2 separate regions of the Pungitius pungitius genome follow, and region 1 is linked to region 2. The links are chromatin contacts, called in public Hi-C maps. All regions are on one chromosome and are shown on one strand. Each heading gives the region's core, a stretch centred on a gene start, on an enhancer-like site or on the middle of the called end of the contact. The rest is flanking DNA. Distances are from core to core; before and after follow the strand shown. Region 1 holds the start of LOC119198826 (musculin). Region 2 holds the start of xkr9 (XK, Kell blood group complex subunit-related family, member 9).

Evidence for each region. Hi-C and Micro-C count contacts between places; a contact is called where the count stands out from the background.
Region 1: a contact with region 2 is called in a Hi-C map of muscle, with 7 times the contacts expected there. The contact joins the promoter of LOC119198826 here to the promoter of xkr9 in region 2. A contact is called at or near these places in 2 of 2 Hi-C or Micro-C datasets (both in muscle).

Annotation. Positions count from the first base shown.
Region 1 is chr19:6,866,177-6,870,854 of fPunPun2.1, forward strand. LOC119198826 (musculin) reads right to left here and starts at 1,993. Exons shown (of 2, transcript XM_037456360.2): 1 at 1,429-1,993; 2 at 896-1,255. The coding sequence starts at 1,848. The coding sequence ends at 1,172. trpa1b (transient receptor potential cation channel, subfamily A, member 1b) reads right to left here. Exons shown (of 27, transcript XM_037455240.2): 26 at 4,556-4,674; 27 at 3,469-4,298. The coding sequence ends at 4,085.
Region 2 is chr19:6,738,368-6,743,222 of fPunPun2.1, forward strand. xkr9 (XK, Kell blood group complex subunit-related family, member 9) reads left to right here and starts at 1,651. Exons shown (of 3, transcript XM_037456083.2): 1 at 1,651-2,316; 2 at 2,555-2,769; 3 at 2,850-4,114. The coding sequence starts at 2,000. The coding sequence ends at 3,490. tram1 (translocation associated membrane protein 1) reads right to left here and starts at 281. Exons shown (of 11, transcript XM_037456085.2): 1 at 34-281. The coding sequence starts at 156.

The sequences.
Region 1 (4,678 bases), core at 743-3,242, 130 kb after region 2:
GCGTGCTTGCTTTCTCTCTCGCTGCCTCGTTTTGGATGGAGCGAGAACGGAGGCGGACTGAGTGTGAGAAGGCGGCTCATTAGCTGTCCGCCTCTGGCACACCGGCCGCTTTCTCCCAGGAGGACAGTTTAGACTTCTGGGAAACTTCCCAACAAGGCAACAGCTGCGACTAAACCAGGACCTGATGAAAACTCTTCCTCCTTCTACTCCCTGCGCCTCCTTCTTCTTCGCGAGCACTTTGGTCCGTGTGTGGCCCCCAGGGAGTTGATCTCCATCCATCTGTACTCACGTCGTTCAGGGGATTTGCTTAAAAAAAAGAGTCGTTGATCAAGAGAACATTGGTCATTTTTCTCTGTCTGCTATTTGTGGATGTTTGTAATTGTGTGTGTGTGTGTGTGTGTGTGTGTGTATGTGTGTGTGTGTGTGCGTGTGTGTGTGTGACTCTAGAGTCCTATAAGAGATGGTATAGTTAGATAGATCTCAATAAACACAAAAACTGCAGATCAGTTGGTTTCAAACTTTTTATGGGTATATAAGATACCCCTCTGCTAGAAACTAGAAAATGTTTGTAAAAATCAGAAAACTGAGATTAACTGTCATTTGAATTGATTTGAATATCACTAATTTTCATCTTCTTCAGGTATTGTTTACAAGATTCATAGATGACTTTAATCCACATGGCACTGGGATGTTTCCATAGAGGAAAACATGGAAAACCAAATCTCTGAGGGACTGAGTATGATGTTTGATTCTACACAACAAAGGACAGAAGGCAGATACTTTCCATGTTTTGTTTATCTGGAAAACATATATGAAAAAATACAATTATATCACAAATGTAATAAATACTGTAGAGATCAAAAATGGAATAATCCTGCACAATTTAGCTCCTCAATTGCAATGTCAGCTCAAAATGACAGACATCGTTTGAGTTGTGAGAGGATTCTGCCCTTCCAAGTCCAGCCGGTAACACTTATTATCACGCACACAACAAACTATCTCTGAAAACAACTTCTAGTCTTTATTGTTCCCACATTCTGAAATCCTCAGGGTTTCAACACTTGATGTGGATTTGAGTTCAAAGTCATTGCCTGGGACATTGAGGGGGACAATAGGACAGCTTCCCAGAGATGGATTGTTCCGTATTGTCTGATGATTGAATGAGGGAGTCCTACGCTGTGGCCCCACAGAGCCTCACAGGGGGTGAGATGCCTTGGCTCTCCTCAGATCGGCCTGTCATCATAAATGGCCAGGTCTGTCAAAGCAAAAGACAACAGGTTTTTAGCAATAAATGAACACATCCAACATTGTAGTGTACATTTCAAACACCAATCCGGTGGTTTTAGATTAGTTGATCTGGTCTATTTTTTGAGTACAGGTCATTCACACTGAGATGTTCCCCTTTTCAGCCTCCCAACAGTTGCGTACCAGGTTGACTGGGTGCACAAAGGTGTGCTCGAACCGCTCGTCCTGCAGAAGCTGTCTCAGGTGAGAGATGTAGCTCGAGGCGAGTCGAAGCGTGTCCAACTTGGACAGCTTGGTGTCCGCCGGTACCCAGGGCAGGCTGGTCTTCAGCCTGGAGAAGGCTTTGCTCAGCACTCTCATCCGCGACCTCTCCCTGGCGTTGGCCGCGTTCCTCTGCGTCTGCCGCGCGTCCCTCTGCTGCGCCCCGGGCAGTTTGCGGTGGCGCTTGTTCCTCCCCCCCACGGCGTCATCTTCCAACTCCTCGTCTGAAAACCGGTCGGGATCGTAGCAGGGTATCTTCCGTGCGCTCCTCTGCGAGGTGGAAGTCCTTCCCTGGCATGTGTCCTCGTCCTCGGCATCACTTGCAGCGGAGCCGGTGGACATGGCCGAGGCTCCACCTGTTGACCTGAGGGACACTACAGGGACAGCAGCGAGAAGAAAAAAAAGAAGGAAAAAAAAGGAGCAGATAATCACAACTTAAATTCCCATTAGGTCACCCTGCAACCTGTCCTCCGTTGGACCAACTACAATACGGACTGTCTGAGGTCGAGAAGTCTGACACGTGCAGATGTGTCTAACCCTGAAACAGGAGTGCTCGCTCAGCGACTCCTCTGATTTAAGTGTCCTGGACTTGGCATCCCTGCAGTTTTTTTTCTGAACATTTCTCCTCCCCTTTTCCTCAAAGCCGTGACTTCAGTAAGACCACAACTCTGTCTCCTAATGTATACTGTTAAAGACACAAGTAGGGCATCTGCAGCCCGGTAATAACATCCAACCCTGCAGATGGTGGTTATTGGTAAATCTACTGGATGAGGCACGCATACATCACATGACTTGGATGATGTCTCAGGCTGTATTTCAACACATTTGATGCGTTTTATTCCAGGAAGACATAACTTGTGTCATAACAAGACAGACAACACTTTGCAACATTTGTAAAATGCACAAATATAGTTAAACGTTCTCCAACTTTGTCGGTTCCACAGATGTGTTTTGGTAATAGAAATGTTTTGAGGACCTTATCAAAAGTGCCTAATCCTTTGCTGGTTTCACAGAGGGATTGGGTTTCTGCAGCTGGGGCAACCTTTCACACGCAGCCTTGCATGCACCAGCCCCAGCTGTTATCGGTTCCCATGACATCTGGAGCATTGGCATGACGTGGGTGTGGCAGAGGCGAAGAGGCACCGTGTCCATACCCATAGTATCCTAAACATTCTTTACTTGGCTGTTTCTGCCTTTCTTTCTTTTTTTATGTCCTCCAGACTTTTTCAGAGCTTCCATCTAATAATTGATTTCCCAAAGACATTGCCTGCAAGGTTTCTGAGAAACAAGCATTTGATTTGTACTGAACTCTATTAAACTATTACCCATCATAGTGTGTAAAACGTTGTATGACAATAGCCAGACTCTGCCAAGAATGACCTAACTGCAGCTGAGATGCACGCTGGATTTTGGTAGTTGGATATGGATCCTTGTGGAGAAAAAACGACCCCACTCTGCACTGAGGTGAATGCTGGACTACTACTAATTTTATTAAACTACTGGTATTTCAATTAGTTTAGCTTTTTGGTAGTTTGTATTCTACTTGCTTGTTATGGTGTTTGAAGTTCAACGTGATGTTTAAGTGTTCTGAGATGTTCCCCTGCTAAAACTTTGACAGACATAGAATGCTCCCCAATCCAAGAACACGTTCCAATGCATCCCACGATTCCTTAGTAGTTCTGCTGAGACAGTCACAGCTTCGTAGCTATGTCTCAAACTGCTGCTTGATTTACTGTCAGCGCAGAGCAGGCTGAGAAAGGACATTTGTGCTCATCAGTCATTCTGTGGGGTTAGAAAACAATGTCCTGAACATCCGTTTTCTTGATGGTTATACGGTTATTGTATTTTCCCCCAGAATAATTGAATTCAGGGCTGATTGTAATAAATATGACTTCAGACTTGACTTGATGGAGGAACGCGCATTTGTCCATCAGCAAAGACTCTCAGGGGTCGTGACCTTTATTGGAGCCCCGAGCTGTGGAAGCAGAGAGACAGGTGCAAGCTCATGATGTCAGAGGCCTCCGAGTTTCTCTTCCAACTTGCTATGATTCCCATGATTGCCACTAAAGCCAGGGCCTACAGCTTGGTGTGTGGGACACTAGTTAACACTAGTGAAGGAGGCTTTGCACACATCAGAGCTAATGAGCTACGGTGACATTTTCTTTAACTTTTCAAGTAAGAAGATTTACTTAACAACGTTTAATTATTCCTTGCACAAAAAGCAACATTAAGGCATTTCGATGGCAGCCACACATTATGCACAATAGACACATGGCAACAACATACACACACACACGCCACACAATGACTTAATGCATTTGTTCATCAGTGGGTCACGAGTGAAACTTACTGTTTCAGACAATAAAAACATTCAAAACGATAGCATACTATTAAAAAACAATTAAAATCACACAATAGTTAAAGCCCCTCTATTTCAAAGCGTTTCATTCAATAGAGAGTTACAATATAAGTACTAACATCATTTTACCGTTTATATCTATAATTTTAAAACTCTTGTGATAAATAGCTTTGTATATGATTGTTGCTATAATAAGACGCTTTTATAGTCCCATCTTCTTCAGGTTTTTTTGGACTCGATGGCCTTTATCAGCGGGACCCACCGAGAGGCGCCATGACCCCTCGGCTTCGCCTGACTCAAGTTCGGCCCCATGTTGCCCCTGACGTGAGCTGGGCCATCGTACTCGTCTGCCTCCGAGCTGATCTCCATCTTCTGGATGATGAGCTTCAGGAGGTTGTGCTGCTTCTCCATCGTGCATGACATCTCCTTCATCCTGAGGACAGACACATCACAGCTGTGGCCTGGAGATAGTTTTCGTTTAAAGTTTAACCACTAGGGGCCGCTCATGCATCAACAATTGTTTGACTAATTGGCTACATCTTGATCGTTCAATTTCTGATGACAGTTTAGTGCCTTTTCAGGAACAATTCCAAGCATTTTCATCCTTCCAGTGGTAAATATAGTTTATGACTCCAGGGAAAAGATATTTGACTCATGGGTGATTCTCATGAGAAAACCTGACCGCTTTACCTGAATTTCTGCTTTCTGAGCTCATCCTCTACTAGAGTGCATCTCTGTGGTTGGGCCTGCAGTCGATTCCAGACGTCATTTGTATCGTCTTCACCTATGATGAACTGCCTAATGAAGTTCTGT
Region 2 (4,855 bases), core at 401-2,900:
TTAAACCCACTCAACATGTGGAGCGGTACTCACCTCAAACATCAGCCCGAGAAGGAACACCATAGCAACACAGGACACGATGTCTGCATGGTTCTGGATGACAAACTCATGGCTCAGCACCGGCGGGTTCTTGTTGGTCTTCTTTCGGATCCCCATGTCGACACTGTTCGGCTCAACTTTTTTTTTTTTTTGGTGTGGGAGGATTTGCGTGACGCAGCGAAGCCGGAGTTGTTTTTCTGTCGGCTATTATTATTATTATTAATAATAATAATATTATTAAAATGATTATTATCCGTGAGGTACGAGGACGCCGGACGCTTCCTACCAGCGAAGGGCCAGGCAGCGATTGAATGGCGTGTCACTCTTCTGCCAGTGGGAGGGTCGAGCTGCTGCAGGCGGACCAACGACGCTCTTTTACGCAGAGGAGAGGACCAGACGCGGCTCTCTGTCGCCCCCTGGCGGGTTGGAGTGTAACATCGTGTGCTATTATAAAGCCATTGCCTGTGGAGGTATGCTATCTCACTGATTTTTGACAATAGACCATTTTTTGTAGGTACAATTCCAATAAGCCTATTACCAAAACATGTATTTTATTCGAACAAATAATTAGGGGGGTACTGTTAATACATTGACATAATACACATAGTAAGTAAGTAAAGTTCAAATGTAGTTTTTGTTGCCCTGGGGCTCCCTGTTTGCGGATCCTGCTCTGAGATTACAACATCATCCAGCATGAGCTTCTACTCCTACCAAGACAAATCCGGTTGTGGCACTGAACATTTTTCAAGTTTCGCAAATATGAAGCGCATTGCAGTGTTCCTGAGCTTAGGTAAATATTTTCCCACACTTCATGTCGGTGCATCGATTACAGGAAAACCACTTTGCAAATCCAAAGATTGGTATTTAGTCTAGGGTTGCCTGGGGATTTCTACACTTACTGGCTGTGATTCAAGCCATCCAAAAATTTTCGAAAGAACAAAGGGTTGTGAAATGGAAGTTAAAGCAGGAACTGTCAACCAGTCATACACACACACACACACACACACGCACCTACTGTACGGGAGGCACAAGATCTATTATGTAACCACATTCTTCCGGTTCAACTGTTGGTTCAGTGGGTTGTCACTGAGGTGGAGACAGGCAGGTTTCAAGGAAAGAGAAAGAGAACGGCTGCATGCTGAAGGTCTGGCCTCCGTGGGACACGGTTGTGTGCCATGGAAACCATATACTGGTGAGTTGAATTGATATGTGCCCACAATCTTTTTGTAAATGAAGACAGAATGTGATCAATTGGAATGCAATTAATTTGGGATTTGTTAAGTAATTATATATTTTTGTATATTAGCTCAGAATAGTTTGTAAGGAATCTTTGTGATAAACTTTGGCTGTATTTCATTGAGGTAAAGCTAATATGAGTTTAAAATAGTTTGCTTTGGTTATGTTTTCCTTGTACTTTATCACCCCTCATGAAACAGTTGACCCTTTGATGAGGCTAGAGGATGTAAAAGTTACACTGTTATTGAGAAAATAGGTTTTAAAATGCCATTCAGGTGTTATAAAATCCTTTTATTTGATATAAGCCTTCAGAATGAACGTCATGAATTTTTTATTGGCCCTCCTGTTAGCGTCATTAATTGTTTGCTAATCAAACTGGTTGGTTTGCAGTTGGCAGGACTCATAAATACAGTGTTTATGACAAAACTCAAAGGGCAGGAGTGCTGTGACACACCGGCAGACTGCTGTCACGTTGCATTTCACCACTGTCATAAGATTGGTGGTAAACCTGCACAGGATGTGCATGAAACTTTGGGGCGTGATGACTGCCGCGTCTTCATCACGATGCTCATTGTTTTTCTCATGCTTCAACAGATCGACCAAGATGGGACCGCCTCGTTCCGACACCCAACCTGTCCACAGTGGCATTTCCCCCGATCCAAACCACACGCCTGGCTCCGTCCCAGAGCAAAGCGCCGGTTGAACTTCAACAATTGACATCGCAATGGAGCCAGCAGACGCCCAGTACACTAAACTGCGGTGGTTATTAACCGTCGCCGGACTGCTCCTGTATGTCGGGGACATTGGGACAGACGTCGGACTCGCCGCGGTATACTTTCAAAAGGGTGATTCCGCGTGGGCCGGACTGACTCTGGCGTTTGTTCTGGCCGGGCTGCTGGTCACGCAGATCTTCAGCTACGCCTGGTACCGGGACGACATGAGCGACGCCGCCAAGAACGCCGCGGGAAAACCAGCCGTCCCGGGCCTGTCCGGAGGCAGACTCGTTGTCCTGCACCTATCCGGCATGGGCATCTTCAGCAGGTATGCATTGTGACATGCAAAGTGGGCCTCCTGTGACTCGTAACGAGTGGCATGCAAATCCTTCAGAAGGGAAAAGCCCAAACTGGAACAACCGCATATCAGTGTTTTGTAACCTAACATTTTGCACCTTCTCATTCTGTTGAATCATTCTTTTGAATGGGAAGGTGTGTCCGAAGCTTGTCTGGCGCTGCACGTGTCCGACTTTGTTGTCGTTGTGTTTTGTCCAACCTGTTGCTAGGTACTATCACCAGCTGAAAAAGGGCTTCATAGTGGTTTGGAAGTCTCCGCATTCCAACGCCTCGGAGGAGAGGAAAGACGCCGACCGCGCTTTGTTTTGCATGGCCACGGATTTGAGCATGCTCAAGCTGTTTGAGACCTTCCTGGAGAGTGTCCCCCAGCTCCTGCTGCAGCTGTACTTAGTACTCGGCCACGGGGGCGGCTCAGCCCTGCAGTGTAAGTAAAGGCGTATTCGGGGGAATTGGTAGTGGTAGTCAGCATTTTACAGCATTTTGACGCGGAAACATGCCTTTCAGACACCTCCATGGCGTTCTCCTTCTTCAACGTCGCCTGGTCCCTGACCGACTACCGGCGCTGCCTGCGCAGGTCCCTCGCCCACCTCCGGGAGATGCCCTCGGGCCTCCCCACGGCCGTCTACCTCCTCTACAAGCTCTGCACCATCAGCAGCCACATCCTCAGCTACGCCGTCCTCCTCGCGCTGAGCCTCTACAGCTCCATCGGCCTCACCGTCCTCTGGCTGCTGGGGACGACCTGGACGCACGCGCTTCAGACCGACTTCTGCTCCTCGCGAAAGCTTGAGTATCTGTACCGAGCGGTCATCGGGATTGTCCTCACGTTCACCTTCTTCAACGTCAAAGGGCAGGACACCAAGGTCCCCATGACCGTCTACTACTCGCTGTACTTTTTGGTAAACGTCACGACTCCGTTCCTGCTGGGTTTTTTAAAGCCGGAATTGCAGAAAAGCCCCTTTTTGCTGACAGTGAGCGGGTTGATCTTCGGAGGATCGGTGCTGGGGCTTTGTTTCCTCGTGCTGTACTACCTCTTCCTGCATCCCAGGGAGAAGTGGCGGGAGGCAGACGAGTTGGACGGCGTGGACGGCGTGGTGGAGGCGACGCGGGCCACACAGAGAAGAGAGAACTTCTTACGGCCCGGATAACTCATTTCTGGTTGTTGGGAGGGCGGAGGAAAAGAAGGTTGTGAAACTGGAACTTTTGAAACTTGAGCTTTAGAAGGAACTTTGGACGTAGAGACGTTATCTGGATGGTTACCTGACAGTTATCTTATCGTAAGACATTCTTCTTTCCGAATAGAAATAGCTAGCAAAACAACAAAGTTGAGTGTATGAATGACTTTGTATTTATTATTGTTTTCTTGGAATTACATATTTATTTTTAGCCGACATAGGGCCTTTGTATTTCTGTTCGCTGGGTTCTTAATAAGCCTGAAGTTCACGTGCTGAACACAAGGTGGCCCTGTTGTCTAGGGGAACTTTTTCAGGGTCGCTGCTAAACCTTTGGACCCATATCGCCAAAAAAGGCCTTTCCTTCAGACAGGAAACATGCAACAATATTTCACAACTTTACCAATCACATGAATATATTCTCCCTTGATATTTCAAGTAAAATAGTATGACTGAGATCTAATACTTGAATGCCTTTTTGGTTCATCTTCACAATGCAAATAGTAATTTTAGGATTTCAGCCAATCCTGAATTATTCAGTTCTTTGTTTGAAGTTGCATGTTCATTTTTATTCTTTTCTCTTCTTTTCACTTACTTCACCAGAGTGTCTACTCGGCATGTTGATAATAAAATTGTCCAGGGAACAAATAAATGGGAAAAGATTTGATTCCCAAATATTAAGTATAGTGCAACATCAAGCACAGTTTCCTGCTGAATGACAAATCTTGAATAGAGTTTCTACTTCTCAGGTTCACCAACATCATCCCTTCAACCTCAAATGAAACTACCATGTGATCTTCCTCATCTTAATCATTAGAAAATGCTGAGGTGCTCCTAAATGACCGACACAGGAGTCACGGATGAGCTAACCAGAAAAAAAAAAACAGTCTAACTTTGTTTTGACTACCAGCAAAGTATTGCATGAGTCAAGCCGAAGGGGCAGAAAATGCCGTTTCTTTTGGGGGGGGGCGAGGAGGGGGGAGGGGGTACCGGCCCAGTGTGAGCTCACCTGGGAGGAACGCTGGCAAACCGCAAGGGTCCAAAGAGCACCATGCTCGTTGGCTTTCAAATAAACTCTCCCCCCCTTCTTCCTTTAATTCAGCCAAACTCTGAGCTCTTTTTGACTTGTTTATTTCCAAGGGGCCACTTTAACTTTCATCTGTCAGTTGCGCTCTGTCAGGCACACTCCATAAAATGACAAATTTTAGTGAGGAACTCGTGTTGGGGAGGAAATGAATCACTGCCAGGTAGTTACCACACAGAACTCAGTTTTACTGTGGGCCCCACAATCTTGGAGTCTTATTTATCAAATGTATTCTCCTTAATTCATATTTGTATGGA